Regions from separate parts of the Rattus norvegicus genome. Here region 2 is linked to region 1. A link is a contact called in public Hi-C data. All regions are on one chromosome and are shown on one strand. The core of a region is the stretch at or near the end of the contact, and the rest is flanking DNA. Distances in the headings are between cores, read along the strand shown. Region 1 has its middle 37 kb from the start of Upp2. Region 2 overlaps Ccdc148 (coiled-coil domain containing 148).

The links. Hi-C and Micro-C count contacts between places; a contact is called where the count stands out from the background.
Region 2: a Hi-C map of liver shows a contact between it and region 1, with 2.0 times the contacts expected there. The contact joins two enhancer-like sites. A contact is called at or near these places in 2 of 12 Hi-C or Micro-C datasets (the A7r5 cell line and liver).

What each region holds. Positions count from the first base shown.
Region 1 is chr3:63,642,588-63,647,550 of GRCr8, reverse strand. No RefSeq gene overlaps it. Among named protein-coding and RNA genes, the nearest start is that of Upp2, 37 kb to the left of the region's middle. Within about 2 kb of position 3,105, at least 3 of the 93 cell types and tissues checked have an H3K27ac peak or open chromatin away from gene starts, as enhancers often do. A contact at or near this core is called in liver, where this site is marked.
Region 2 is chr3:63,765,233-63,770,347 of GRCr8, reverse strand. It overlaps Ccdc148 (coiled-coil domain containing 148), which reads left to right. Exons shown (of 15, transcript NM_001107732.1): 14 at 19-159; 15 at 4,273-4,680. The coding sequence ends at 4,419. Among named protein-coding and RNA genes, the nearest start is that of Upp2, 86 kb to the right of the region's middle. Within about 2 kb of position 1,492, at least 7 of the 93 cell types and tissues checked have an H3K27ac peak or open chromatin away from gene starts, as enhancers often do. A contact at or near this core is called in liver, where this site is marked.

The sequences.
Region 1 (4,963 bases), core at 1,856-4,355:
AGACTGTGTCAAAAGAGAATGTTTTCCAATCCAAACAACACAGGGGAAACACAACAAAAGCAATCAGGGCAGTGGGACTCTGTGGTGTCTCTGACTGGGGAGACCTGGAGCAAACTACCCATGAGTAAGTCCAATGTTTAGCAGCATGAAATGAAGTTGTAGGTGGAGTTTTCAAAAGCAGTCGGAAAGTTGGCTGGGAAGTCGTGCTGGATCCTAGCCAAGTATGGTTATTAGGGAGTGGAAACTCTGAGCGAGTACACACTGTGACAGCAGGGTGAGGGAAGTCGTCAAAATGCAAGCCCAGCGCTCAAGAGAACTATACACACTTCCTTCCAGTGAGGGACACTGACTTTGATCTTCACTCTGCCCACTCAGTAACAAAAGAGACAACATAAAACAGAGTATCAGGCCCATTCTTAGTTTGAAGCAATAATTTTGACATTCTTTGGGGATATGATTATTTGTGGTTTATTTTTTAGTTACAGTGTAGCCTCTGAGACTTTGAAGGCAGATGGAACCGGTGTGTCCTTGTGTTTTGATGTGGAGTAGCCACAAAATGAAACAGTATCCTTTGTCTCCACTACTCTCCACAACCATGTGTCCTTGAAATCCAGGTCACAGCTGGCCCCATGGACGCAGCTGCTGCTAGCAGCTGGTATCACTTGATCTGGCCACTGGCGGCTTGAACAGGGGCTGGTGGCTCTTCTTGGTTCATGCAGCCCTGTGCCATTTGTCTGATTGAACAGATTTCTCCTAAAGGTCTGTGACACTCAGTTTCCACAGCCTCGAAATTCCCACGCTCACAAAACTTCAAGGGTCTTTCCTCCTGAACACTCATCACTGGAGAGCCAAGGATAGAACGGAAGGACTGAGGCAGCGGGAGGTCTGCCTTAGCTCTGCAGAGCACCAGGTGTCTTTGATGAAGACAACTGCTTAGAACAAGATGAGAAACGACGACTCTCCCGAGTCTTCCCTGTGTTCCTGAGCCCTCCCTGTAGAATACAGAACATCACTGTGCTCTTTACATATCCAAGCTGCTAGTGTTACTAACGCTACCCACTGCCCTTGAAGTTTGACCTTGGGGTGGCATAAGGAAACATGGTGTTCCTTCCGTTACTGCATCTCTTTTACAGATCATTCTGGGTGAAAAGGGGCGGGGCTCTCCTTCCTTTCTCCTGAAACATAGTATCCCTCTACAAGTAAGCCTTCTGATTTTACTATACTAGATATGTAGTCTCTGCATGCTAGGAGGAGCTCTGTCACCTGACCCATCTATGGTAGTTTCTTCAAATCTACAATGGATTTAGAAATCTCTCCCACTTGAGCCTTTTTCCAGGCGCGTTATTCTCTCATAGGTCAGGGTGTAACATGCCCCTATACCTTAGTAGGTCCTCAGACTTTAGCACAACTGAGGCCATGATAGAAGTACCATTTAGGCAGGTCTTGGAACCTAGTACATAGGTAGCAGTACCTGCCAAATTGTGGGGAGATCCCTAAATGTACTAACCTTGCTTTTCTTGGCTTCTGCAATTCTGATTCTGACTAACTGTTCTTCCCAGCTGAGGTGTGTCAAGCCAGGATGTGACTTTTATGTTTAAAAGCTGACCCTAAGAAAGGCTCAGCACTCCACTGGGGTCAGGGGCACCCAGTGTGGTCACCAGCAAGATAATAAAGACTCACTACTGGCTTGAACCAGGTCTAAGCAGTCTTCTCTGGTGGATTCCTCACGACAAAGATATTTCATCGCTTAGCCTCAGAGGTAAAGGCCCAAAGATTATTTGACAGGGAGACAAGACAGATTAGTTTAATATTTGCAAAATAGCCTCATTACAGTATAGGAAATAGAAAGTCTATTTACAAAGGGGAGGAGCTGGCAAGGGAGGGCAGGATGCTGGCCCATGTTGCCTGGTGTGGGCTGTGATTGACAGAGCACAAAATGCAATACACACCCAGCTTACTACAGCCATTTGACTGCAGGGGGGTTATCTCCAATGCCTCCTCTTGGTGGTTTCGTTGGCTTGTCCTCAGTTCCCAGGCTTGTGTGTAATCTTTCATTACTGGATTATCTTAAGTGCATTTCTTTTTGTTTTCCTTAAATCCAAACTACGAAACTAAATGGAAACACTCAGCTCAGACTTGCATTCCGTAATGGACCCTTTGTGCACACGCACAGAGCTAATGCTTACCTCTTGTCCCTGTAATCCCACTCTAAACACTCTTTCACTCAACGGCAGTTCCTGGTTGCCACACCCCAGGTTACTGCAATGCCTTTAATCTTCCCCCCAAAACCTGTCTCCACCACATCCTTTCCTCAGATACTCATCTCTCCCTCTCCCCCAGCCTGTTATTTGGATTTCTGTCAGTGCATTTTCTGAGTAGGCCCCTTCAAACAAATCTAATTTCTCTGCTTCACTCAGCAGGCTTCTACGCCAGGCAGGCTGACATCCAAACTGGCCTGTAAGCAGCAACCACAGTCCATACCTTCACTTATGCTTTCTGCTTGCCCTGAGACACATTATACTGTGTCCACATTCCAATGCTGGCCTAAATCCAACCCCCTCTTCCAAGTGCACCTCAAATCCTACTCACTTTACATTTCTCTAAATCACTTGTCGCTCAAGGCCACCCCATACTACTTCAGAACTTAGGGATACTCCAACTTTGAATCAGAGGGAGTGCCCATGCCTGATATTTATTGAAGCCATCCAGGACCCAAGTGCTTGGCTGGGATGGCTCACTTGATCTCCATTCTATCCCTACAAAGCACACTCTGGACATGAAGAGTTTGAACTTCGAAGTGTCTGGCAGTTTTGCTCAGAATTCATGGCAAGAAGCCGGTACACTACCCCTTTCTACTGTACTGGTTCTCAACCTTCCTAATGATGCAACCCTTTAAAACAGTCCCTTGTGTTGTAGTGACCCCCCAACCACAAAAGTATTTTTGTTGCTACTACATAACTATAATTTTGATACTGCTATGAATCGCGATGTAACTAATTTTAGAGATACAGGTTTGCCAAAGGGGTCATGACCCACAGGTTGAGAACTGCTGTTCTAGTGTCAAAGGTCTTCCTTTTACCTCCTGCCTGCATGGCAAAGCCATGTAGGGCAAGAATTGGGACCTTTGTATTCTCTGTGTGCTCTTTTAAGCAAGCACACAAGCCTTGAACGATCCTCCCCTGCCCTGAATGGTCTTTCTCATGGAATCATTCTGTGGTAGATTGAATGGAAAGTAACACCATGGGAAGAGTGGCCTATATTAGAGTAGGTGTGGCCTTGTTGGAGAAAGTCCATCATCATGGGGGCGAGCTTTGAAGCTCCACCCAATGAGGAAGAGACCCTTCTCTTAGTTCTGCCTGTATGCTACTATGCTTACCACCATGACAGTAATGGACTGAACCTCTAAAACTGTAAGCCAGTCCCAATTAAATGTTGTCCTTTATAAGAGTTGCCTTGGTCATGGTGTCTCTTCATAGCAATGGAAACTCCAACTAAGACACAGCCTTTTGTCTGCTATCCAGCACCATGGGTCTTGCATTTAGGTTTTCTTATTCAACAGCATTAGTGGCTGCACTTGTCTTTCCTCTCGGGAATCTTTAATGATTCTTAGGTGGCTAAGATGCCACCAGTCTGAGACAGGAGGCATGGGAAGGCCTTCAGGGGGACCTGCCATCCCACTCTGCCCACCTACAGCATTTGATTCTGATGTCCCACCTCATGACACCCTTTTGCAAGACCAGAGGCACACAATTTTCCTAATTCTCAGTCAAGTCAGAATTGTGTCCTGCCAGAGGCATTCTTGGGACCAGCTTTGGGAGAGCTGGTCTCTAGGGAAGTGTGGAAATGAGACCCCCTAGATCTCTCACTAAATGTTCCTCAGCCCTGTGATTTATTCAGAGAGGAAACAGCTGTCCCCGACTAGAACAGAGAGATGTATAGTTTGGAAGTAGATGTTAAACATTAGAGCTTATGGTTTCAAAGAGGATCTGCCCAAGGGGATTCCTCTGCCGGTTCCTAAATGACAAGCTACGAGCGTTCATCCCTGCCTTAAGAAGTGGTGAATCTGGGGAGGATGTGTGGACACTTTGCAGGCACAGGCCTGGCAGGGAATGTTCTGCAGGGCTGCCCTGCTATGAGAAGACTTCATCTGGAAGCCACTCCAGTGCGTCCACCTCCCCCCCCCTTTTGCCTTCCTTCCCCTGCTCCCCTACTTTTCTAGATAAGGAGAAAAGGACAGAGTAAATGGCGCCTGCATTTCTCACAGCGCAAGCTTCCTGACATACCAACGTCAGCTCGCAGTACCTGGAAGCCCCTTGGTCACTGTTGACACGACAGAGCCATTTAAGAATCCCCTGAAAAGCCTTTCAGGTTCTCCTGCTTCTTTGTGTACTGCTGCTGGCCCAGGAAACCTAACAAAAAAACTGGAAAGTTCCTTTCGATCTTACATCCCTCCTTCGCTGGTAAGTGGAGCTCCTTCGAGATGGGGGGGGGAGATGGCTTTCGTGATGATGACAAATTCCAGATACTTCCCATTCCAGACATGTCAAGGCATACCGTGGGTTATAATTAGCTCTCACAATAACAAAAAAAGGCCATTCTGGCTAGCTTGCTTGTCTTTACACTGATCACGAGCCTCTCTTGCCTACGTTGAGTGAGAAGATCTGCCCATGCCCACTACTGTTCTCAGGACAGTGCAATCCTCAGACAGCAGTTAACTCTTCCTGCAAGACGGGAACTTATTTCTATGACCCACCCACAGGGCCATCTTCAAAGGGACCCTGGACCTGGTCCCTTGTCTGACTGCATCCCTCTGCTATAAGAAATGTTGGTACTGGAAATTGAGATATAAAGTCAGATTAAATCAGAGATTAGGTAGACGTTTCATCTTTATCCAAAGAACGCCTTAAAATAGTATCTCCTCGCCAAAGGCAGTTGAAAAGTGGCCGGATTCATAAGAATTTTA
Region 2 (5,115 bases), core at 243-2,742, 120 kb before region 1:
TGCTTTCTCTTCCCTCAGGTTGCTGTCGCTGTCCGGTCTGATCCAGTTAGAATGATGTCAGAGACACTGGCCTGGAAAGCTCGGATAGGCGCTGTGAGTGAGGAGGAATTCACTCTTCAAAAGCCGCTCTTCACCCTGACCACATACAATGAGCAGCAGGTACTTACGGGAACTGGCGGTCCTGGTGTAGAGTCCACGCAGAGAGCTGGAGGAACCGTTCAAGCGTGCGCTCTGAGTTACTAATGATTTTTAATATTTACCTGGAAAGAGCCTGGACTAGATTAGCATATTTTCTATTTGTAAATAATAAACCATAATTGCTGGATGAATCTAAGTGTTATAAAAGTGTGACATAAAACAAAACAGTTCAAAAACATATCTGTCACTGAAAGAGGTTTTGTAACATTTTATGCAAAAGTCATTGATTAAAAAAATGGTCACTGGTATTTCTTTCAGGTTCAAAGATTTCTCTGTTGTATTATGAGTTTATATTCTAAATTCATGGCATAGATACTATCAAATAGGCATCTAATGAGATCGACAGGCAGTACTGAAGACAGCTACCCCAAGTTTTGTTCTTCGAGCTAAGGATAAAGCATTTTCTGTGGCAGCACCATCGAGGGATCTTGGAGCTGTTTGCAGGAGTTTAGAATGTGTCTTGGTTGTGGCTGGAACTGAGAAGAGAGATTTAAAAGAACTTTTAGCGGAGAAGGGTAGAAAAGAAGACATAGGAATGAATGAATATCACCCAAATTAAGTAAGTAAGCATTCATGAGTTTTACAGAACTAGGGAGAGCACGCCAATATCTCAAGAAACCTGTTGCCAAACGAGTTCAAAGTACCTCCCCTGTGTGCTGCATACTTGATGGTGAATAGTAAGGTGAAAATTTCATTCATTAGTAATCAAATATTTATGAAATAGACACTGTTATTCTGGTTCTGTGCAAGAGTGTAGCTCTTGGCTCCACCTAAATGGGCCAGACTGATCCTTCCCGAGAGAAGTGACTCTCTAGGTTAAGAAGGGAAGTATTACATTCAGAGGTAAAGCACAGTGTGAAGCCAGTTCTGTGCCCAGTGTGAGGAGAGAAGGGAGAACTCTGTCGGGGGGAGGTTAGAGAGATGGCACTTCTGAGCAGGAGCAGAGTTTCCGATCTGGGGCAGTTGTTACTAAACTCATTCACGGCGATTTACAGTTTAAAGGGAAAAGAGGCTAATGTGCACAGGGAGAAGAATTACTTTTAGGGACGTGTAGGTATATATCTCTCTAGAACCAGCTATGATAGTACAAAGGCAACTGGCCCCTACACAGGCGAAACTAAGGGAAAGGAAGAGTCCTAAGGCTCTGGGCCAAGCTATCAGGGGTTTCCCAGACAGAAAAGACTGAGAGAAGGCCTTTCGCTGAATGTCTTTACTGTGAGACAGAGGCACCGGCACAGGATAAGTGCTGAAATGAGAATGGAAACTTGGGCTAGGGCCCAGCTGTGGTACACAGGAAGCCTTTTTATTCAGACATCTGACCTTTGTCCCGTGACCAGACATGCTATTTAAAAGCAGGTAAGTTAAATAGTGACATTTGTATTTTATCCTCGGATCTTGAATGGGAAATAGTTGGACATTGGGAGGAGAGGAGTGGAAGTGGTGGTGAAAGAGTCATGCGCAGCTCTGACTGGAGCGATGGGGGATGGGAGCGGTAAAGGAATCGAATCGAGGAGGACTCCAAGCTCGACAAGCACCGCAGTTGCGCATTGTGGATTCAAATCCACACTCGAGATTTACCGGCTGCGTGCACTCGCCTAAGCTATTAACATCTTTATGTTTGTTTCTTTCATCTTTAAAATAATTACTTGCAAAGTTCTTCTGGGGATTGGAAATAATAAATATCAACTGCCTAGGATATTGCCTGATACTCGGCAGTGATTCAACAAATTATTGCCACATAAGAACTGAGCAGAAGGAAAAACAAGTCTGGGGGGAGGAGATTTGTTTTGTCCGTGTCACGTTTAGGGTGAGGGGGTCTAAAGCATCCTTTCAAAAACCTGATTACCAGCCTCTGGGGAGGAGAAACCTCTCTCTTCATTTACTTTTTACTAAAAAATTGGATAATGAAAAAAAATTGAAGGCGCCACAGCCCTTGGTGCTGGAGAAGGAGGTGAATCTTAAAGAGAATTCGGGAGTAAACAGCAGCAGATCATAGAGGGAGTGGGAGTCCTTGAAAGTGGCTCAGAATACATGGGGACAGAGGAGAAGCCAGGGACCAAGGCTCAGATGTTTTTTTCTCAGACCTTTGGGTTATTCTGGCCTTGTGCTTCTCACTACCCCAGCCCTGCTTCTGACTGGTTGTCATTGAGTCTTCCCTTTAGACTATGTCTGACAGTTAGGTCGTCTCTACTCCCAGACAGGTTTAAGTATTTATTACTTCATGTCTAGACAGTCAGAGTAGCCTCCTGACCTTTCCCTCCCTCCATCTCTTTTTCTTCCCCCAGCACCTTAATTTATTCCGACCTGATGATCAGATTCATCCTATGTGGCCATACTTTGATGCTAAAAGCAGAAACAAACACTGTGGGGCTAGTTAGCACAGCCTTCAAGGCTACGAGATCCAAATTTCAGTCTGAGTGTCCTTTTCCCCCCAAGCTCCTCAGTGGCATAGTATTCTACCCAAACTCACCTCATCCTAAAATTGACCTGCTTTACCTCAACGTTTGTATGTGAGGCCTCCCTGTTCGATTAGGTCTCTCTTCCTCCCTCTCTGACTACTGGAAAGATTAAGTCAGACTTCAAGGCTGCCCTGGTTGTTTCTTACCTGAGAGCGTCCTCCTGCCAGCAGCACCACACACACCCCCATGTTTCACTACATGAGGCAGCGTCACACATTAGTTACCTGGGAACCTCCCATTGCTCCCATTCAGTCAGGAACTCATGGAGGAAGCGATTTTTAGAAACTCACGACCGTGTCTCTTAGGGAGTTGGGTTACATTAGACTGGGGTAAAATGTCCAGACGTGGTCATCTCTTATCATGGCAAAGAATGTGTTGACGTTTAAGATTCATAGGAAGAGGACTACGGGCCAATTAAGCGTAATTGAGAAGAGAAGCCAGAGTATCTGTTTGTCTACTCCTACTTAGCATGATGGTCGGGGCATTTTCCAGTTCTGTTTGAAATAGAAATCCAGCCCCAGACTCCCTTTTTCTAGGAGTGACCACATGTTTGTGAGTAATTTGCACATTACTAAATGACGGTGAAGTTAAGGCGGCTGTCGGAAGATGCTCAGGGGGCTGGGGAGATGATTGAGCAGTTAAGAGCACTCAGGGCTCTTGCAAGGGGCCTGGATTTGTCTCCCGGGCACCACCTAGCAACCCACAACTTCCCACAACTCTAGTTCTAGGCGTTATTACCAAATTAACCAAGACCACTGGATTTCTGTTACCCGGGCCATCACCTGGTAAGACATAATTTGGAAAAATACATAAATATTATTTGCAAGAATTATCAATTCTGGGCTGGAGAGATGGCTCAGGGGTTAAGAGCACTGACTGCTCTTCCAGAGGTCCTGAGTTCAAATCCCAGCAACCACATGGTGGCCCACAGGCATCTGTAATGAGATCTGATGCCCTCTTCTGGTGTGTCTGAAGACAGCAACAGTGAACTTATATATAATAAATAAATAAATCTTTAAAAAAATTACCAATCCACAGCTACATTTCTTCTGATTGTTATTTTACAATTTGATTTTTAATTATGCAGGATTCATTAAGTAACTTCCCACACCTTCCCCTAGCCTCTGTCAGCACTACACCCCCACATGGTACATATATGTGCAGGCAGACACACACTCATACACTTAAAACTAGGGCTCTCTTAACTAACATCTCCTGAAAAATATATTCCAAAGATTGATTTGTCTATTAAAGCAGATTTACATTAATAATCCTTTATCTATGTGATTCCAGCCAGCAATAAATAACCACTAATAGTACTGAAAGCAAGGTTCCTTTATTATTTTTTAAAATAATATATTGTATCTGATTGTAGTATATAATATTGAACTCACTTTATGTTGAAAACAAGTAATGCAGTGGAAAGTGATAGTGTAAACCACAGTTTGGACATTTCTAGTGGAAACTCTGCAGTCACAGAACTCACAAGCTTTACTGTCATCTGACAGCCACCTTTAAAGATGTGCAACTTGGAAAAACGAGCGTGAGTGGTAGGATGTGCTCCAGCTAAATGAGTCAGTGTTTGCTTAAATCCCATTTTTTTTTTTGTCTACAGATCATTTCTGATCCTCGACTTCGATTTGAGTTAGCACTCCGAGAAGCTGGACTCCATAAAACGCAGTACGCCAAAGAGATGCTACCGAAAATTGGTCCTCAGAAGCCTCCAAGGAAGGATACAGAATCAACGGTGTTCAAGATCTAGAGGGTACCTGCGAACAAACACTGTGTGGCTATGGAAAATGACGATTACTGCTGCTAAATGCCTAAAAACCACTGCACATAGAAATTATAGCATTTATTAAACAACTTTCCCTTTTTTATCTTCAAAGTTTTGGTCATTATTTGATTTTTCTTTCAATAATATGTATTATTACCAAATTTACCAAAATTATGAGACTTCTGTATATATGTTGGCATTTGGTAGGTTGTTATTTTGAAGCATTTTTTTCTATAAAGAAGAGCTAAAATAACCATTTGCAAGATTTGTCTATTCCACTGGTACATGCGTCGTTTCGGCTTGTTATCTCAGTATTTGACTTTTAATTATGGAAGCTTCATTGTCGTTAATACTGCTATTGTTTCTTGGTTATTCTACGAGGAGAGTCAACCTTTCTCTGAATTTAGCAATCAGTTTGGTGCATCATGTTTATTGCAAACCAATTATCTAAACAGTCTCGGTTTGCAAATTTGGCTTAAAAAGAAACTAGACTTAGTGTCTCCATCACGGGAATACCTGATTTATACTGGAAAGACACGGCAGTGTGGTCGTTTAGAAGAAAAAAACTGAAATTTTATGATACTTGAAGTGTTATTAAAAGTTCCTAATTATCTAAAAAAAAATACTTAGATGAATTTCTTGGAGAGGAGGATCTCACATAAAGCTTGCCAATAAATCTTT